Regions from separate parts of the Rattus norvegicus genome. Here region 2 is linked to region 1. Evidence: chromatin contacts called from public Hi-C data. All regions are on one chromosome and are shown on one strand. Each heading gives the region's core, a stretch centred on a gene start, on an enhancer-like site or on the middle of the called end of the contact. The rest is flanking DNA. Distances are from core to core; before and after follow the strand shown.

Evidence for each region. Hi-C and Micro-C count contacts between places; a contact is called where the count stands out from the background.
Region 2: a Hi-C map of the A7r5 cell line shows a contact between it and region 1, with 5 times the contacts expected there. The contact joins two enhancer-like sites. A contact is called at or near these places in 6 of 12 Hi-C or Micro-C datasets (the A7r5 cell line, the Rat2 cell line, Schwann cells and 3 more).

Annotation. Positions count from the first base shown.
Region 1 is chr17:22,730,808-22,736,109 of GRCr8, forward strand. No RefSeq gene overlaps it. Among named protein-coding and RNA genes, the nearest start is that of Edn1, 67 kb to the left of the region's middle. Within about 2 kb of position 3,749, at least 6 of the 93 cell types and tissues checked have an H3K27ac peak or open chromatin away from gene starts, as enhancers often do. A contact at or near this core is called in the A7r5 cell line, where this site is marked.
Region 2 is chr17:23,333,324-23,338,599 of GRCr8, forward strand. It overlaps a transcript of Tmem170b not described here. Among named protein-coding and RNA genes, the nearest start is that of Tmem170b, 39 kb to the right of the region's middle. Within about 2 kb of position 1,323, at least 30 of the 93 cell types and tissues checked have an H3K27ac peak or open chromatin away from gene starts, as enhancers often do. A contact at or near this core is called in the A7r5 cell line, where this site is marked.

The DNA.
Region 1 (5,302 bases), core at 2,499-4,998:
CATTTCCCACAGAGGAAAGCTCAGACTTCTCACTTATTTGTTTCTGATTAGATACTAAGCTCAGGATGCCATGGAAATTATTCATGGGTCAGCCCATGCTTGGCAATTGTACCAGTTATTTTGAATGTCGTCTGGGAAGGGGAACCTCAATTGAACATTCATCTGGCCCTATGGGGCATTTGTTTAAAATCGATGATTAATATGGGAAAGCTCAGGCTACTATGAACCATGCCACCCCCATGCCCCAGACAGGTGGTCCTAAGTTGTATAGGGAAGCAATTTGACAAACGCATGGGGCGGGGGAACAATCCAGTAAGCAAGCAGCTCCCCCAACCCCCAATGAAGTTGCTTCAGTTTCTACTTCCAAGTCCCTGCCTCGAGTTCCCACACTGACTTCTTGCTCTCGTGGATTATAAACTGTACTGTGAAAAAGGGAAACCCTTTTTTCCTTAAATGGTTTCGTGGTGTTTTATTATGTCCGAAGAAAAACAAGTAAGGACGGCAGCGCAGCTCAGCTCTGGGTACCCTCTGTGCCTGAGTCCATTGCTAATGCTGGCCACGGCAGTACACGAGGTAGATGGGCTCAGGCGGAGGCACAGCAGAGACTCTATCATCCTGGGGGAAATGTCTCCTCCACTTGGTTGTCCTAGATAGGCACACCATTTTGCACTTTATTGACCTTGAACTGATACTATCTCTTAGGGACCATGGATGAAATAGTATCTCCTAGGTTCTAGGAGGCAGATCCATGTCACCTCCCCCTAGGATGCACCCCTCCCTCTTGCTTTAGCGTTGTACATCTTTGCTTTTTAAAACCTGGCTAAACGCTGCTGCTCCCGGGGACCAGGTTAAATAGCATTCTTCCCTCCAAATCCTGACTCCCTGGAGAGTGAGATGCTTCTCGACTCACCAAGCTTGCCTCTCTCCTGGAATTCATTTAATCGATCAATTACATGTTAGGGATTACAGACACCCTTCAACTTGTAGGTTATGCCCCAATATGTCCAGCACAAATCAAATATACGTTTAATACACTCAGCCTGTGGACGTGCCAGCTGAGCTTTGCAGAACAGCGGAGTGTATTGTTTCTCTGAGTTCACTGCCTCTGCCTAGCATCACAAGAGAACACTCAGGTAAATATCCTTAGCTCAGGCTCAGAATATCAGGTCGGTTCCTACTGAACAGTGCGCACCACTTTCATACCATTATAAAGCCCCAAAATATTAAAAAAAAAAAAAACCAACTGAACCATTCTAAATTGGAAGGCCGTGGGTATTCATGAAGTAGTGGCTAACGTGAGGTGACAAAGTATAGTAGCTCACAAGGTGGCCGTAAGTTCTGCCTCTTGGAGCTAATGATACGTCAGAGAGGTGGACATGGAAAAAGTCACTGTTCACACAGGAATGTTTGGTTTTAGTTATAGAAGAGATCATAGGTACTGTGAGAAGCTATTTCAAACATGAATAAGAGAACCACTTTCTCGCTGTTTCATGATCTCCTAGTTACTTAGAGCACTCTACTTGAACTCTAAATGTCATTCTTCTCTCTAAGTCACAGTCCAGAGCTCAGCGTAGTCATGTAGCTACAGATGTTTCTCAGTGACACAGCAGATCTGGGAATTCCCCAGTTCACATTTATTATCGGTTTCTGATTAGATACTAAGCTCAGGAGCCCGTTTGTAGAAAATCTTGTGTATATGGGAGCATTTACTTTGAGAATAGCATACCCTTTCCACTCTAACCCTAGAGGTTGATCACACTTCCTAGGCTCCAAGCGCACTTCCCTGTAGACTGAGCTCCAGCACCTTCTCCACCTGAAGCACACTCATACCTTGCTCTCCAAGAAGCAGCACTTTTAGCCTCCACTCAAATGCCTACCACAAGACATGCAGTCTACAGAAAGATTACCAGACAGTTCAGAAGAATTAAGATGAGCCCTTAAGATAGTCCAGGATCCAGCCTTGCTGTGTGAACTCAGTACCCCACAAATATTTATACTGCCATTGTGTAACAAGGCCTATATACGCCACAGAAATTCATTCACATAACTCAAATACTACCAAGAACAAATTTGGGGAGCTTTAATTTTTATTTGGCGGTCTCAATTTCAATTGACAAATTGTAACTGCACAGGGCACAGAGTATGGAATGATGTTCTGATAAATATATAAATTAATACATTGTAAAAAGGAGACCATGTGAAATATTGAAGAAGCTAGTGGACAAACCTTTTGCCTCACTTATCTTTTTACTTAGTTATTGATAGACGTGAAACAAATCACTTTCAGTGACTTTCAGTGACAGGAAAAAAAATTTAGAGGACTTTTGACCAGCCTGATGATCTAAGCTATTAATAAGTTATTACCTATTTTAGAATGATTAGATTTTAAGCATTCTCATCAAATAAATAGATAAATAAATAGATAAATAAATAAATAGATAAATAAATAAATAGCCAAAGGAAAACAGTGATCCTGAAGGCAAATTTAGTTTGGCCTTGTTTAGGGGAGAGAAAATGACATCAAGAGGTTCAGGAGTCTTGAGTTAAAGACATTAATAATGAAGCTGTTAATTTTTTGTTAATTTCCTGATTCCCCCATCACTTTTCTCATCTAGAGTTTTCAAACCTTTGGTCATTGTATTGTCTGCCTATTCTGTGTCCCTGATGCTCCTATCTCTGGGTCCAGATTTCACTGTGTACATGTGCGTGTACATGTATGTTTGTGTATGAGACGTGTGCGTGTGCATTTGAGTGTGTGTGTGTGTGTGTGTGTGTGTGTGTGTGTGTGTTGAGGAGTCACATCACAGAAGAAAATGGGTGCAATGAAATTAATTTGATAATCAATGAAAATTTTGAACAGTGGAAGGAGCAAACAGAAGGAGATAAGGAATTGTGTTTTCTGTCTCCACCATTACTGTAAGGATATTGTATTGTTACTGTGTTAGATGAAAACCATCGCTTTGGCTATCATGAAACTCATGGACCCACACACAGAACAGAATGAAACATGAACAAATAATGGCACAAGCATTGACTCTTCCAACACCAGATTTTGATGAGGACATCGGAGGGCCCATGGAGAAAGGTCGTCTGTCATTCTGTCTTGAGGTAGAGACCACTCAAAATAACAAGCAGTTTCAGAGAACATGCCCTGTGGAGGCACAAGCACAGAGAGCAAATGGTAGGAGACTCATGGAGGCAGCCCATGGTGAGAGGAGGTGAGGGCAATGACAGCAAAAATGGAGATGCTTGCCCTTACTTGTTCTGGGAAGAAAAACCACCCAGATAAAGGGAGACTCTCCAATAATTGTGCAACTTCAGAAAACATACTTAAGCATCTACATTATGCAGGCCATGTATTTATAGAACCGTGAATGCATAAACAATTCATAAGAAAGATGTCATCTATTTATCTACCTATCATCTATCTGTCTATTATTTACTTAATGGTTTGTTTGTTTGAGACAGGGGTTTCTCTGTGTAACCCTAGCTGTTCCCAGAACTCACTCTGTAGATCAGGCTGGTCTCAAATTCACGGACATTCACCTACCTCTGCCTTTTCAGTGCTGGGATTAAAGGTATGTACCACCACCACCCCCAGCCTGTCATTCGTTTAAACAGCTGTAACATTGACTTTACTTCCTCATGAAATGCCTCAAACTCTATTCTTTAACACTACTCAGCCCAAATCCCTGTACTCAGCCACATTACTAAGTGCTGACGTCACCCTAGGCACTGTGCTGTACATTGCTGCTCACTGACTAATGAAGCTGGACATGGGGCCATGCTTCTTGGATCTAACAGTAGAGTAGGCATGACAGAGTCTATCAAGGACTCATCTGGGCTGCCTCCTTGATTGAGAGTATGTCAGCATCTCAGAGTACTGGGTGTCAGAGTTCAAAGTTCAGAAGAGACTCTAGGAAAATCCTCCCCAAGTGGTGTTTTCTTGAGAAGCAGTTTTGGCTCTGGGTCATTTTTTGCACAGGTCTCACAGCTATCCTACATAATGACAAAGGTGTGGCTGCCCTGGCAACCATCATATTCCTCCTCCACAGAAGGAAGGAACCAGAAGAAACCTCTCCTTGGAAGTCAGGAAAAGAGTAAGGTTTTCCTAGAAATCTTCATATCCCTTTGCCTAGACTAGGATTCCACTCCCATGCCGAACTACAGAACACACTAGGAAGGTTTCAGATCCTACAGCAGGAAGCTGCCAAAAAAAAAAAAAAAAAAAACAAAACAAAACAAAACAAAACCAGAGGAGGGCGTGGCTTCCCACAGGCAACCCAGTGAATGCCAAGGCTGGGTTTTATTGCATCAATAAACTCTCCTCACACATGTCACCCACACAACCGTTACAGATGAGTAAGAACAAGACCACTGTGAGCCTAGACATGCCTGGCCAGAAACCCCTGGAAGCTACGTCAGGTCAGAGGAGGGCAGCTAAAATGAATGCACACTGGTGGTAATTGATCCTCGCGCTTGTGCGCCACTGTGCTCCTCAGAAACTGCTTGGTAAAATGCACCCATAAGTGTATTCACAGCGGGATGAAAACCTCCTGAAGGGTGTTCACAGTACCAAGCCCCTCACCACTAGAGGTCGACCCAGGTAGGTAATACCTCCCTCATCCCCCCTTCCCCTCCTCCTCTCTGTGTTCCTCCCTCTCCCTCTTCCTCCTTATCCTTCTCCTTCTCCTGCCTGCCCTAAGATACACTCTCCCCCTCCATTCTGGATAGATGCTTGGCCATCTGCAGATATATAGGTACGCATGTCATGTCCCTTCCCCTTTCAGCATGACGGAGTGCCAGTTTAAGAGGATTCAACTCGACAATCCTTTGCAGTTTATGTTATCACGGGCAAACCATTTCTTTCTTCAAGCTACAAATGGCCCCTGAGTCAGCTTCTTTAGCTTGCTTCTGTTAGTGTCTCATTTTAGAATGACTAACTAGTATTTTCTAGTTACCGATGTTCACACAGACACAGGCAGACCACCAAACCTATATAGAGTTAGAGGTATATATGGAAGTATATATAATATACATAGAAATAGAGGTATATATAACATTAAAGGATATTATATATATATATATATATATATATATATATATATATATATCCTTGGAAATAGGCCAACAACCTTGCTAGACTGCAGAGCAACAAGTCTGGGTGGCTGCCCACTCCGATGGATTGAGCTGCCTCTTTTTTTCTTATCACATGTTCCCTAAGCATCATCAACTCCCTCCATCAAATCCAGAAGGAGCCTGGCAGCTCTCCATCCCCGAAGGCAGGTTTTATAACCGTCTC
Region 2 (5,276 bases), core at 73-2,572, 600 kb after region 1:
GTACTTTCCAAGTAAGATCAGACGGGGAAAATAAAATAAAGTGTGTTAAAGAGGGTTGAAGGAAATTTTGGGAAACAATGTAATTACTACTCTGCCCATAATAGCAACTTTTATATTTTCTCTAGGCACACGTATACACAGGGGTGAGGTGGGGGAACTTAATGATTTAGATTTGAATTTCTCCTGCCTTCTCATTGACCTTGAAAAACGAAGTAGCTCAGGTTACACAACCTTGAACTAAGCAGAGACTAAAGCTTCACAGTGCTAGTGTTGAGCATACAGTTGGGGCTACAGCTTGAGTTTAGGTTGGTGTTGGGTTCACAGTGACAGATCCGTCCCAGCCTAGGGAAGTAAGAGAACACACCTGTTCAGATGGTGTTACATGAACAGCTTCAGCTCGAACTCTGAGAAGAGAAGGGAAGTTCATCTACACTGGAGAAGTAGACCAACAGACACATTAGAGTTAAAATGGAGTCTCACATACATGGAGGTCAGACCAGAAAGAGAACCAGGTTTCTCCTTCAGGAAAAATCCCACCCATTTCTGTAAGGTGTCCTAATACTTTTTTGTATCACTGTTTAGAGTCACCCCATGGCACCAGTGTCAACATAAAGGGACAAGGAAGGAACGGCAGGCTTATGAGAACTCTCAGGTCCTCTTCTCGAGGTGTCCTGACCACAGCTGGAAGCAACTCCCGTGTTTATCTGCAGTCCCTACAGAGCCCAGAGCACACTGTGTAATGCGCTGTGTGCCTTTCAAGTCGGAAGCTCTGTACATAAAAGCACTTACCCTTCGGGGGTCCCAGCTATAGTTATTTCTGTACAACCATCAACAAAGCCATTAGCCACAGGATCTGAGGTGGCTGCTGACCTGGTACGGCGGACAGGCACGGCATGCTTGTCCTTCAGGGGACCTCACTGAAGTCACTGCTGTGGCTTCCTCAGCTTGGACATATTTGGTCTAGGGAATGCAAGGAATTTGCTGGCTGAGCAACTTCACCCATTCTGCTTTGTAAGGCTCCTCTCCATAACTGTTTCTAAAAAAAGAAGAAAAATCCCCCAGCAGGCTCTGTGGCAGAAGTAGCACCCTGGTCAAGGGGACAGTTTAAATGTGAAAGAAATTTCTCAAAACTGCACCACACTTACTCCAGAACCAGAATCTGGTCCTTGCTTCGCCTAATTATCACTCCCTAGAATTACTGCCTACCTGTCCTGAAGACAAATGGCTAATGGGAGTTCTTCCTGGTTTACTGATGTTTAAACTGAGAGTCCCAGAAGCTGAACATGGCCATGTTGAAGCACTGGGTGGCAGACCAGGACTTGGCAGGCAATTGTCATGGTGCTGTAAGGTTGTGTAATATTGGTGGTGTATTCTTCTCCCAGATACTGTGTAACCGTCACTACCTTCCTACTATATTCAATTTGATAAAATATCCTTAGGCATTAAGTCTGGATTTAAGAAAAATACATAAATCAAGGTCAGGCTAATGACATAGTTAAAAAAAAAGTAGTATTATTACAATTAGTGTGATATTTTTTATTTGTAAATAACCCCCAACACTGTATCTTAAACCTTCTTCAGAAAGTAAAAATTGGGTTAGTGTCATGTAGAAACCATGCTTTCCCTCATTTAATTTACTCACTTATGAGTTCAAACAAACAAACAAACAAACAAACAAAAATTAGCCGCATCTTAAGGGAATAAGCCCAAACTAAATTAATTTGGGTGCCTAAGTGGAAAAAGGTGGAACACTTTTGCCATCTAGTGACAGAATGTGGCCTGGCAACTAAACCAGCCAACACAATTCCTTTCTACAAACTCTCCTCAGGACTATGAGCCCAGAAATGGCTCTGGTGACAAATTAATGGTGGTGGTGGTGGTGATGATGGTGATGGTGGTGGTGGTGGTGATGGTGATGATGGTGGTGGTGGTGGTGATGGTGATGATGGTGGTGGTGGTGGTGATGGTGATGATGGTGGTGGTGGTGGTGGTGATGGTGATGATGGTGGTGGTGGTGATGGTGATGATGATGGTGATGATGATGATGGTGATGGTGGTGGTGATGATGATGGTGATGGTGGTGGTGGTGGTGATGGTGGTGGTGGTGGTGGTGATGATGATGATTTCAGTGCAAGGAGACAGTCTCAAGAGGTTTAGATGCTTCTCAAGTGTTTCTGGAGGTAGACCCAATTTTTCTTTGAAAGATGCACCATGGGTCTTGTTGAGTTCCTTCATTTTGCCTAAAACCACAGTCATCATTTTATGAATTAACCAGGGTTGGAAGTGCACACACAATCAGTAAGCCTGAGGTGTTTTCTCCTGTCTGAACAGGACTTGTTCTTCACAAGGCTTGGAATCGGACTCGTAACTTTTTTCTTGGTTCTCTGTCTCTGATCTTGTCTGAAATCTAGGGTCTTCTCACAATGCTCAGCAGATATAAAATATGTAAAGATACTTACCCTGCTTCAAAAACTTCAAAATATTACTTTGAGCCCAAGAAATTACAAAGTAATAAGCTTCGTGTGCATTTGTGGAAGATGTACTTTGTCTCATGTTTCTGTTTCATTTGATTGGGTTCATGGTCTGTGTGGAAAGGTATTTACTTAGGAAATTTGGAATTCATGTGGCGGGATGAGAACGTTTTCTGTTACAAAAAAAGAGGAAAGTACACTTCAGTTTAGTAAATGTAGGAGTTAAATGAACACCAGTGTACTCGAGAACTGTACAGCCTGGGCATTATAGAATTCGGTTAGGTTTTGTTCCAGTGACATTCACAGGGTGTGGCTCTCTGCTCCCTTCTCAAGAGGATGGTCGTTAGCTTGGTGTGTCCCTCAGAAATCTTTTAAAAACCCAAATTCCAACTAGACTTTGACTCCTGAGGTTCCATAAAGCCACGTATGTGTGTCAAGGTCGCCTTCCTATTCCTCTCCATTTATATTTGAACTTTCTCCACCATATGGGTTCTAGAGATTGAATTCGGGCCATGAGCCTCAGTGGCAAGCACCTTCACTCACTGAGCCGTCTCCCTAGGGCTACCTTATTTTTAAAGACAGTCACTACTGGGCCTAGAACTACCAATCAGCACTGGCTAAGAAGCAAGCAGCAGGGAGCCTTTTGTCTCCGTGACCCTAGTGCTTGTTTCTAGGGATGTGCCGTGGCATTGACTGTTGACATGTGTGCGGGGGCTCTAAACGCTGCCAGCATTACTGACTGAGCTGCCACCCCACCCTGTGACATGATTTTTATAATAGTGACTCTTAGAAATAGTGCTTATGTGGCCCAGCATTGGTTTAGGCCAAGACTGGCTACCAGCAAATATAAAGTTGACTAAACTGTCTTTCGACTTGCTGCTTAACCTTTCCAATTCTTTCAAAGTCCACAGGTGAAGCTGGCCCAGACAAAAGTGACAAAGATCCAGAGAGGATGTAGTTGTATTTTCTATGTCTTTTGTGGAACCAGGGATCGGATCCAAGATCTTACAGATGCCAGTGCCTCCACACCACTTCACTGGTGTGTGAGAGCACAGTGAGTCCACTGGGAACGAAGTGAGGAGAGACAGAATGGAAACAAGCCAAGAGTTCATCACTGTATAAAGTTTTTAAAGACAGGTTTATTTATATATAAGTGCATGAAATTGAATACAGAAACTTTATTAAAATACTGTATATTACAAACTTTAATCCAATAAATTCTGTGTAATGACATTGAAGTGCTGGACTCACTTTAACATATATTCTGTGTGTTTTCAGCAGTTCACCCTGTATATTACAAAGAGGAGAGCCATGTGCAGATGGATCTCGGAAGTTGTCCTGGGACCAGACGCAGATGGTGTAAGTTGTGCGTCTCCCTTTACAGCAGTGAACTGAACTGCATTCTTATCTTCTGAGGCCAACTTTCAAGAATCAAAGTAACTTGCATATGTTTATTGCTGCCCTTTGAAGAAAATGTGTGGTGAAAAATAATTTAAAATAAGGACCAGCATCTCTGAGGCTAACCTGATGCTTACTGCGATTAAAATACTTAAAATTCACTGCAAAATTTGTGTCTCCAGGGAGTTATGCTATATACACAATGAGATTTGTACATGACTTGGGAAATAAAAAAATTGCTCATATAAAATTAAAAATCAATAGTATACAATATTTACAACCTGTTAGGTATTACATATAAACACAGTTTAAATAATCCTTCAAAATGAAATTGTTTTATGTAAACATGCAATACACATCCTCATACAGTGTAGTCTATAGTCGTAACAGAAGGGGAAATCGTGTTCACATAATGCGGGTTCATCAAACACACTTCTGTCTGAGTATCATCCTCCAATGTCTATCCTTCCTGTCTTTAAACTTCACAGTACATTTAGTATTTCTATCGTAAAAATAAATCCCTGATGGTAAACATATTTCTAAAGGTTACATAAAGTGTCTGCCTTTGTACTACAATATTAAACTAACACTGTCCACACAGGAATCTCTAGTTTACATAAAACTCAACTTTAAAATCCCACATTTAATTTGTTTGACTACAGTTTTCTAATTTCATACTTACTTGGAAAAAAAGAAAGAAAAAAAAGGAGAAAGAGGAGAATGCCCCCGTGTGGTGAAGGGTGGTAAAAGCAGTTGTCATCTGTCACAGTGGCTAACTTCTATGGAACTGGAACTGTAGAAAGTTAAGTAGCTGGACTTGTCTCAGTGGCTCACCTTAAGCTCTGGAATCTTTCTGTAGGTGAAGTGCACAGAGCCAGCTCATTGGTGCCAAACCCCAGCCCTCCCTTAGGTTCTTAACTTTCAAGGCACTGAGATATCATTTAGCTTAAAAAAGAGTTACAGTGTGGTTTAGCTAAATGGTTCATCAGTGGGCTGACAAAGATTGCTTCTTAGTAGGTGCTGGATCCTACTTACACAACGCCATGGTAGCGTATAAACAAGCTGCTCCTGGGACATCTTAAGGCGGGGCTAATACTTAGGCTAGAACCTTGGGTGAATGTTCTGCCAGATCATAGGGCGACCATGAGCATGAGGGGAGCTTCCTGTTTGTCCATCCAACAGGTAGAGCTCAAGAGTAAAGGTGAGTACAGGCAAAGAGTGAGGGTGTTTCTAAATTTCTTCATGGAAAACACATCTACTATCATCAACACTATATGCAGACAAGAGTATTTTTCTTTCTAGGAAGGAAACTTTAAAACTATTCTATCCCAACCACTTTCAGTGATGAAACGTAAACATTTTGACTTAAAAAGGAGGAGCCATGCACAGTGGTACACACCTGCAATC